Linked DNA regions of Mus musculus: region 2 is linked to region 1. The links are chromatin contacts, called in public Hi-C maps. All regions are on one chromosome and are shown on one strand. The core of a region is the stretch at or near the end of the contact, and the rest is flanking DNA. Distances in the headings are between cores, read along the strand shown. Region 1 overlaps Papln (papilin, proteoglycan-like sulfated glycoprotein). Region 2 overlaps Gm31386 (a long non-coding RNA gene).

The links. A called contact is a pair of places that touch in the nucleus more often than the background predicts.
Region 2: a contact with region 1 is called in a Hi-C map of liver, with 7 times the contacts expected there. The contact joins two enhancer-like sites. A contact is called at or near these places in 10 of 39 promoter capture datasets (the 3T3-L1 cell line, the C10 cell line, HPC-7-derived erythroid cells and 4 more), 1 of 15 datasets of contacts at CTCF or cohesin (large pre-B cells), 19 of 484 Hi-C or Micro-C datasets (the C2C12 cell line, the G1E-ER4 cell line, the HL-1 cell line and 10 more), 17 of 115 datasets of contacts at active chromatin or transcription factors (the 230-238 cell line, the NIH/3T3 cell line, the SCID.adh cell line and 8 more) and 3 of 9 other capture datasets (adipose tissue, embryonic stem cells and liver).

The regions. Positions count from the first base shown.
Region 1 is chr12:83,790,532-83,795,166 of GRCm38.p6, reverse strand. Papln (papilin, proteoglycan-like sulfated glycoprotein) reads right to left here. Exons shown (of 27, transcript NM_130887.3): 27 at 2,783-3,335. The coding sequence ends at 3,160. Numb (NUMB endocytic adaptor protein) reads left to right here. Exons shown (of 10, transcript NM_001136075.2): 10 at 1-1,133. Among named protein-coding and RNA genes, the nearest start is that of Papln, 29 kb to the right of the region's middle. Within about 2 kb of position 3,251, at least 31 of the 459 cell types and tissues checked have an H3K27ac peak or open chromatin away from gene starts, as enhancers often do. A contact at or near this core is called in hepatocytes and liver, where this site is marked.
Region 2 is chr12:83,922,742-83,927,428 of GRCm38.p6, reverse strand. The region is part of intron 1 of Gm31386 (a long non-coding RNA gene); the gene reads right to left. Among named protein-coding and RNA genes, the nearest start is that of Gm31386, 3.2 kb to the right of the region's middle. Within about 2 kb of position 2,103, at least 16 of the 459 cell types and tissues checked have an H3K27ac peak or open chromatin away from gene starts, as enhancers often do. A contact at or near this core is called in hepatocytes and liver, where this site is marked.

The DNA.
Region 1 (4,635 bases), core at 2,002-4,501:
AGAGGCAGAAGATCTGAAGAGGAATCTGTATTCAAAGCACATTTACTGGAATATAAAACATAACAGGAAGCAAAACAATCTCCCTTTATTTTTCAGGCCAGTCACCCGTTCCTCCCAGTCCTGGGCTGTCTTAGCAATCGCTCGATGGGGACAGTGTGGCTGGGTGAAGCCAGGCAGGCTATGCTGCTGGGTTCACGGGAGGGCACAGCAGCAGCTGCCCAGTAGAGCTGTAGTCTGGGGATAAAGCTGAGCTTCCATTTTGAGTTACAGAATAAATATTATAAATATATATATATATATCAAAAAGCCAAAATCTTTATTTTTATGCACCTAGAATATTTTAAATAGTTCTCAATATTAAAAAGTATGAGTTGTAAGTAATCTTGCCAAAAGTGAGCGGGTTAGATGTAAGAAATTGTACATAAGATTGATTTATCATTGATGCCTATTGAAGTAAAAAAGAGGAAGGGTTGGAAGTTGTAGGCAGGAGCCCTGGCTTGTTTGTGACCATTCATGTTAACTAGCACACTGCGAAATGGTCATACCGATGACCCGTGCAGTCACTAGGTAGTAGTTTTAATAAGATGAGCAAGCAGTGTTGTCCTGGTTTTAAACCTATGGTGAAATTCTAATGTCATCATTTGAATGGAATCAAATCTATGCTCTAGAGAATGTATGTTGAATCTTTTACATATCATTGCAATTTCCTTATGTTAATCCTTTAGCATTACGGTGACAATGACATAATCATATCCAGAAAAGGGAACGCAGGCTATTGTGTCGGTTTGTAATGTGGGTCTTAATGGGCTCTGTCCTTGAAGTTTTGTTCCCATAAGTTTTACAGGGATGAGATTCTGGCTTCTGTGCTGTGTGTGTCTGTGTCCCCTTCTGCCCCAACCATGAACAGAGCATCCCATGCCAGTTGCAGCTACTTGACCATGGGTAACAACATGAGACCCCATCTCATTTTTACTTTTGAACGTTGGCCTTACAATCAAATGTAAGTTATATATACATATATATATACACATATATATATATTTGTACTGATGAGAATTTATAATCTGCTTTAACAAAAATAAATGTTCGTGGTAGAGCTTTTGCCCATGAAGGGCTGTTCTTATTTGCAAATGGGTTTATAGTTCTGTTTTTAATCTCTCTTTTTACAGCTCATTTCTAACTTGTAACTATAAAATCTTTTGGGGGGATTAGTATATCCTTAAATTTCAGGGTATGACTGGGATCTGCAGCAATAGTATGGTCTACACCAAGAAGCCAGAGACTGTTAGCCCCAGCCCAGGGGTAGAGTGGAGCTGTGGGAGTAGAGACAGGGTCTCACTATGTAGCCCTGGCTGGTCTTGAGCTCAGAGATCCACCTACCTCTATCTCTCAAATGCTGGGCTTTAAGGTGTGTGTGTCCCACCATGCCTGACAGCACTGCTTCTCAGTCTTAGCTATAGATTGGAATTACCCAAGGTGTAGCTCAGTGGAACATGTTCTAAGCATGCATGCGATCCCCCAGTGCACACACAGGCATGTTCACACATCACCTATAATACCCAGTCTACTCACACGGCCAATTAAGTCAGACTATCAGTAGAAGAAGGGAGGTTCCCAAGCTGTGCTTTAGGCTGGGGAGTTACTTGTGTGCTCTGTGTAGCATGAGGTTCAGCACCCTGACCTGGAGCATTTCATCCCTCACCCCCCCCCCCATTCAGCCCCTACTCCCACCTGCAACAAAAATGCCTGGAACCTAGATATTCCTGAGACACCACTCACACAGGGAGCTTTGTGTTCCAGCAAGTGTCAGAACTTTGCTCCCATAGTAACCTGTGTTACTAGACAGTCTTCCAGAGGAGTCAGAGAAAAAGTGGGACGAGCCCTGGAAGCTCATTAAATCCAGGCCTCTTCCTAGAGCATTAAGAAATCGGAGATTGTAAAAGATGAATGCCTTCCTGCAGCTCAGACTACTAAAATCACTGCCCTGGGTGTCACGTCACATCCGCTGATGCTGGGTTCTATGGGTTGTTTACTCTGAGGCAGGATCTCACTGTGGCCCAGACTGCCTCACACTGTAGCTCTCCTGCTTCAGCCTCTCGAGCCCTGGGATTGTAGGCTTGCAGCACCATTGCAGCACCATTCGCAGCTGCTGTTCTACGGACTTTACAGCTGTGCTTCCGTGCGTGCAGTCAGGGCGGCTGGCCTGAGTCAGTTCTGCCACCCACCAGGGAGGTTCCAGAGAGCACATTCCAGCCATCAGGCTTGCCAGTGAGTGCCTTAACCACTGAGCCATCTCACCAGCTCCCAGCCACTGTTTGCAGCATAGTCTGAGTTTCTCTAGCAACAGATAAGCTCCACAGATTCCTACTTAAGGAAGCATGACTCTTCACTACTCAGAGCAGGCCAGTGAGCTGTGTAAGGAGTGGACCTTTTCAGGCTGTCTGGCTTTTCCATCCCACACCCCTGCATCGCAGCCTATGGCCTCCACCTTGCTGAGTGCTTTTCCCTGGCATTACACTGTGAGCTTCACACACTGATGGTGGTGAAGGCAGCTGTGCCACTGCCACTGCCCAGGAAGATGGACAGCCTGAATGACTGCTCACCTCTCCCCACACACAGACCTGGATTCTAGCAGGAATCCTTGTCTGACTGAGCAGTTACCGTCCCCCTGCCATCACAGACACCCCACCCAGCTGGCTCTGCAGTGCGCTAAGTGGATTCTCTGTACAAATTGAGCACCTCTCACCCAAAATCAAACGTGCTTCGAAACCCGGACAGTTTTGAAAGCTGACATGGCGATTGGGTCTTTGAAGCTTCGGAGCATTTCAGAACTTTAGGTTAGGGACGTTCAATTAGTAAAGTCTACAAATACTTAATAGCTTAAAACACTTTGGTCCAAAGCATTTCAGATAAAAGGTCCTCGGTGCAGTAGATACTATAGAGGGGAGGTGTAAAGGGTTCCTCTTCTTCACAGCAGCCTGTGGTCATATCAGACAGACCCTGCTGAGCACTACAAGGGAAGCCGGCACTGGCAGCTGCTGGGGCTCAACCCTGGATTTCTGAGAGGGGCAGGATCTGAAAGACGACTCCCTCTGCAAGCCATGTCTTACCATCCCTTCTCCCCAGCAAACTATCCAGACCTGGCGCCACAGCCAGCCTTCATCCCTGCTGCCACACAGGCTGGGCATTTGGCTGGAAGCGGGAGCAGCTGGCACAGCAGAAGCTGGAGTAATATTCATTGCCACAGAGCTGGGCCTGCAGGATCAACGCACAGTTGGCCAGCTCCGGCTGGTCGATGCAGTCCTTGCCTAGGTCCCTGGACTGTGCGGCTGGCGCTGCAGGACAAGGAGAGAAAGGGCTGAGGCAGCTCTCGCTGCAGCCTCTCACAGGCCCTCCTGTGACCCTTATCTGCGGCCTATGCCCAGTGCACAGCCTTTTCCAGGCTTTCCTATTTCTGGCTAGACCATCGACGGCTCCACATTTAACTTCCTGCCCTACTGTCTGGAACTGCAAAGCCAATGACAGCTATATGGGCCCAGATTGGCAGGAAAGATCAGTAGGGTCAGTCCTAGGGAAACCGGAAGTCAGTAAGCCATTGCCATCTTCCTATTGCTACTGGGTTCCACCAACCTCCCAGCTTGCATCTGTCTCCTATATCCCCATCTTTCCTGGTTTCCACCCGAGAACGTGATGAATCTTCAAAGTTCTAAGACTACACGGAGGCCCAAGCCCGCGTGCCACCCTCAATATCCTACGAGTGTCTGGTGATTGTTAAGAATTTGATTCCACTCTCTCATCCTACAATTACCCCCCTTCTCTCTGCAGGCTCTTGCAGCACTGTCCCTACCACCAGGCACACAGCAAAAACCTGAGTGCTGTCTGCTGCCCTGGCCCCACAGCCGTGTCCTCCCCTCAGAAAATGAGGCAGACAGAATGGTTAGCAGACAGCCTTTGTCCCCACAATATATCCTATTCACTTAACCCTTGGGCAGAACAAGCCAGGGTGAGAAAAGCCTAAGCCAACTAACTCCAGTGCTCCCAGTCATGAGACACTCACTATGTGACTCCAAACCAACGAGTTAGAACAGATCTGCAGCCTGGTCAGTGAAAGGAATACAGACAGGCTGGGGGGGGACAGCCGGGCTTCTGGAGAGATGCCTCCAGAATATGGAACATATTCTTAGCCACATGCAGCAGAGAGCAAAAGAGGCCTGTGGCCGTGGGTGGTGTCTGGGAGATCAGCTTGGCAGCCACACATCACCAAAAGCCTAAAAGCCTACTAGCCACCATTGTCAAACAAGCTTCCCTCACTGTAGACACATCTACGGCTGATCACAAATGTAAACATCCAGGTCCCCTTGAGGAGTTTGGTAGTGTGGTAGGTTTTGTCTTAAGTCAGGATAATGTTCTAGAATTCATAGGCATGTGTCACCATGTATCACCATGCTCAGATCCTCAGTCTCCTAAGGTCTCTTCTCTTCACCACAGTAAATCTGCATTCTGGGTTTTCCTGGTCTTATTAGTTTGATCAGTGTATAGATGAGTAGGATTTTCTAGAAACATCAAAGGTAGAAGTCCTGCCATATGGGACTTTGACCAGAGTGTGGTCACACAGGCACACACAGTCACAGCCGT
Region 2 (4,687 bases), core at 854-3,353, 130 kb before region 1:
TATCACACATTAATAATGTTAATAATAACTAATGGCTATTAAGTAGTTAAGATGTGTCAAGATTAGATGATATATCTTATTTATTCTCATAAAAGGTTTCCTTCTAGTAGCCAGGAGAGAAAACCAATCATTATATACACTCAGTAATAAGATTAATAGTAATAATAGTTATATATTTGTTATATTATACATTACATTATATATGCTGGCCCTAAATTGCATACGTTCTCTGATTTTGTTTCATTTTTAAATGAGCCCTATAGGTAGGATAGTTCTAAAATGTTTACTGATAATGAGCCTCCTGTTAGTGTTTATATACCGTGTAAGCTTCTCTCCTGAAATGTAGGCAGAGCCTAATAGCATATTGCTAACTAAAGGAATGTGGCAGAGGTGATGTGACATCACTTCTTTGATCAGAGTACAAAGGGCTGGCATTCTTTGTCTGGCCTTCTCTCTTTGCTTCTTGCTATCTCTGATGAAGTAAGCTGCCCTGTTATGTCTCCAAGGCCAGGCACTGATGAAGGCCTGCTGTCTGCTGCTCCTTAAGAACTAAGGCTTTAAGGTAAATTCTGTAAGAAACTTAATCCTGCCAAAGACCACATAAGAGAGCCACGAGGTAGATGACTACACTTTAGGAGAGACCCAGAGCCAGAGCCAGAGGACACAGCAAAGCTGCACCAGGATTTCAAACTCAGAGATACTATAAAATAATAAACGTAATAAATGTTTTAAGCTAGTAAGTTGTAGGGTGATTTGTTAGACAGCTAAAGATACCAGACACACATTTCATTTTGTAAACAAGAAACTGAAGCTTAGGGAGATTTAGCAACTTTCCTAATTAATCAACTGGAACTTTCCTACAGGTACAGTTAGTTTGTAAATGGCAGAACCAAAATTATTAATGACTATGGTGTGGGTGAGTGTTAGGCTCAAGAGGGCATAAGTTCAAGTGGTACATACCTTGCAGTCCCAATACTTAAGCAGCTAAGGGAGAAGTGTCATTAAACTGCCATTAAACTATGACAGTCTGGCCTACATAGTGAGAACAGGTCTCAAAACAAAGCAAGAAGGGTCCAAGTTTAAATTTACTCTCTTGTAAGGCTCCATGTGGCTGGGGTTTGAGAGTTCTCAAAGGCATTCTGCTTGAGCAATCTTTGGAAAATAGCCATGTTTCCAGGAAACTCTCTGCACGCATGTAAAACAGGGATGGACAAACCTTTAAATGGTGCTAAGTACTTTGCTTGGCCCACTCCCTGCTGTAGAAGAATAGCTGGTCCGCCCAGAGATTTGGTGATAGTAACTAGGGCCCCCTTTCAATAGCACAATGGCAGCATTATGAGCTGACACCTTACCCATTTTATAAATAAGCACACTATAAGCACATCATTTTTCTTGAGGATGAAAATGAGTATTTACTAGTAAGGCATGGTATGGCATTAAAAAAAAAATCACAGGGGCTGGAGAGATGGCTCAGTGGTTAAGAGCACTGACTGCTCTCCCAGAGGTCCTGAGTTCAATTCCCAGCAACCTCATGGTGGCTCACAACCATCTGTAATGGGATCGGATGCCCTCTTCTGGTGTGTGTCTGAAGAGAGTGACAGTGTACTCATATACATAAAATAAATACATCTTTAAAAAAAAATCCCAGGCATCTGGAACAGAAAAGCAAACAGCTCTGCCCATGAGAACGGCCCCTTCCACACTCTCCCCCACTTTGCCTTCTCATCCACAAACCAGTCTTGAACTTTGAAGCCACAGTGCTCAGTTCCAGCACGGGAAAAACGGCTTGGCACTTCCATCTATTAGAAGTTCTTCTGCTTGGGATGGTAAAATCATCTTTTGCCTTGTGTTCAGCCAGAGGTCACCTTTATGAAGACATGTCCTTGGCTTGGCTACATAAATCTGTCCTTCCTTTGTCAGCTCTGACCAGCTGCCAGAGCAGCAGTCTTTGAACTTGGGGAGGCTTCCCAAGAAGATACGGAACAAGAGCCTTATAGAATGCATCCCAGGCACTTTTTTCCTTTAACGAGTGAGTGGCAGACACTGCACTTTACCTATCAGTGCACTTAAGCAAGCCAGTGTAAAGTCCACAGGCAGCACTGGGAGGGGGCAGCCTCCGGAGGGGAGGGCTGGCTCAGCGCTCTCCTGGGCTCCCAGACCAGTTTTCTGTCTCTCATGGCGGCTTCTCTCTTGCTTTCTCTTCTTCTTTCCTCAGGTCTTTCTCCTCCCCAAGCCCCTCTTTTCTTCCTAACTCTTTCCACCTTGTTAACTACTTCTTATCAGTAATCTTGCCTCCAGTGGCTGGCGGGGCGGCAGGTAACTCTGGCCCTGGTCTGCTCCCACCGCAACTTACTTCTCTAGCCCATCTGGAACTGGAATTGTGTCTAGAAAAGGGGGATCGGAGGATTGAAGACTTCCACAGGCAAGACATAGAGCTTATCGAAGGTGGGATTTGGCTCTTTAGACCAAAAAGCAAGCAAACAAACAAGCAAATAAATAAAATAAAAACCAAAAGCAAAAAAAAAAAAAAAAAAATGCCCAAAACAACAACAAAAAAAAAACCCAACCAAACAAACAATCAAAAACAACAACAACAAAACAAAACCCAAAACTAAACAAAAGAAAAAGAAAAAGAAATGAACGGAGACTTGAGTGTTGAATGTTGCTCTGTAAGAAGAAGGTAGAGAGGAAATGCCTTAGAGCCCATGAAGGCCTGGGCTTCTACTGTACCCCTCAGATATCAGGGTACCACAGTGAGTCCCCCATTTTGCACTCAGTTGGTAGAGTCACATTTGAGTCACATTAGAGTCACATTTGCCGCTAGCATACCTGCCATCATGGTCTGAATCAAGAGGTTCTGAACAGATAGCATCTACAGCAACCTCCACAGGCAGCCATACCAAACACAGAGCTGCAGACAAGCAGGCTCCAGGGCTCTTGATTTCTAAGAGGCCCTGTGGGGGGCTGGGAGTGCTGGAGAAGTACACAGAGCAGGGAGGCGAAGCAAGGGGCAATGGTAGCAGGCTAACCCCATGTGGATAAAACCAAAGACTTCGAGCAGTTTTGTTAACCCAACACCCTTGGTTAGTTCTAAGTGTGCATCTTAAAGCCTTCCTTCTTTCAACTTTTCTTCTTCCTGCTGGTTGTACACATTTATTTTAATTTTCCTCTTATTTTACAAAGGGGAACCTTGGGAAGTAGATGGGTAGGAGCGACCCAGGACAAAAGCTTGTTTTTAGTGGTTGAGATAATGAGTGGCTGACCTTTGTGGCAATTATTCACCAACTTTTGTGATAGCAGTCTGAGTTCCTAAACTTAGTGGTCGAGTCCCCTTCTCGAGACTGCCCTAATTCTATGTTCTGTATGGCACCTCATCACTGTGGCTGTGCAAGGGCCATTATTATCCAGAGCACCATAATAATGGCCATGCCCTCCTATGACGCTATTGTTTCCGATCTGCTAGGACATTAATTGCCTTCTGACTTGCTCTAAAATTGGTACTACAGCACAGCATCAAGGCTAGGGAAGGAGGCTGCTGGCGAGGCATTGAAAGGCTGTGTAAAAGGATGCTGGGATGTTGCAGCCTCTCCAGGCCCCTTCCTATTTGCTTATTTACTTCCCATGTTATAAGATGCTAGCTCAGGTCTTCTGTCCTGACTTCCATCTTATCTTGGTCAGTGCGTGATCTTTTCCTTCAGTGAAATGATTCAGCCATCTCTGGAGTTATTTTGGCTTTCACACTTTCCTTTTATGGATTTTCTGTGAGTCACTGAATTGAATGGGAGGGTATTTCTAAATTGGAAGGTGAGGATGAGAGAAAAGGGAAGAAGGTTCCAGAAGATAACTAGGGGGAAAAAAACCACCCCACTTCATTGTTATGTATAGTTACTGGAGGAATAATTTCCACTTAGTTTGATGATAGAAATATGCAGTTTATTTCAGCTCAACTAAAAATATAGACAGCTCTCCCTCCCCACAACCCCTACCTCATAATAATAAGCTACATAGTTTTAGATTCTGGAGCTTGCTCTGTAAAGGGCAGAAGGTTAATAAACAGAAGAGATATGGCAGGAGTTACAGCAAAAAGGCAAAGTACAAAATTTCCAAAGTCCACTCCGGGATCCACCGGAAGGCCTTTATTCCAAGACCTTGTGTTTGAGAGCATAGACCTCCTTAAAAATCTATTACCACAGCTTTGCCTATTCCCCGTGGGGTTGTGGAGAAGGTATATTTAAATTTGACTTAGAAACTGCAAGAGTAATCAGGCCACATTTTCTTATTTAGGAGCAGGAAAAGCGCTGGGGATGAAAAAGCAGAGAAAGCTAATGATGAATGCATTTCTAGGAGCAGAGAGTTTTTATAGCAACACCAGATCTCTCAAAAATGCCTACTGGGACTTGTACCCAAATGAACGAGAAATGCGATCATTTATTCTTGTGTATTGTACCAAGTGATGGGGGAAAAACCCTGCGATTCATTCAATGGTTCTATTTTAGGCTGCTTAGGATAGGAGAGGTAGAAAAAGAGCAAACGTGGGGGGGGGGGCAGAAGGAGGAGGGAAGAGGGATGGAGAGAGAGAGAAAGAGAAGAGAAGAGAAGAGAAGAGAAGAGAAGAGAGACTGAGACTAATTGGTATCTGCCAGATAGCTAGTAATACTATTTAAGAGCTCCAAAACTTAAAAGCCAA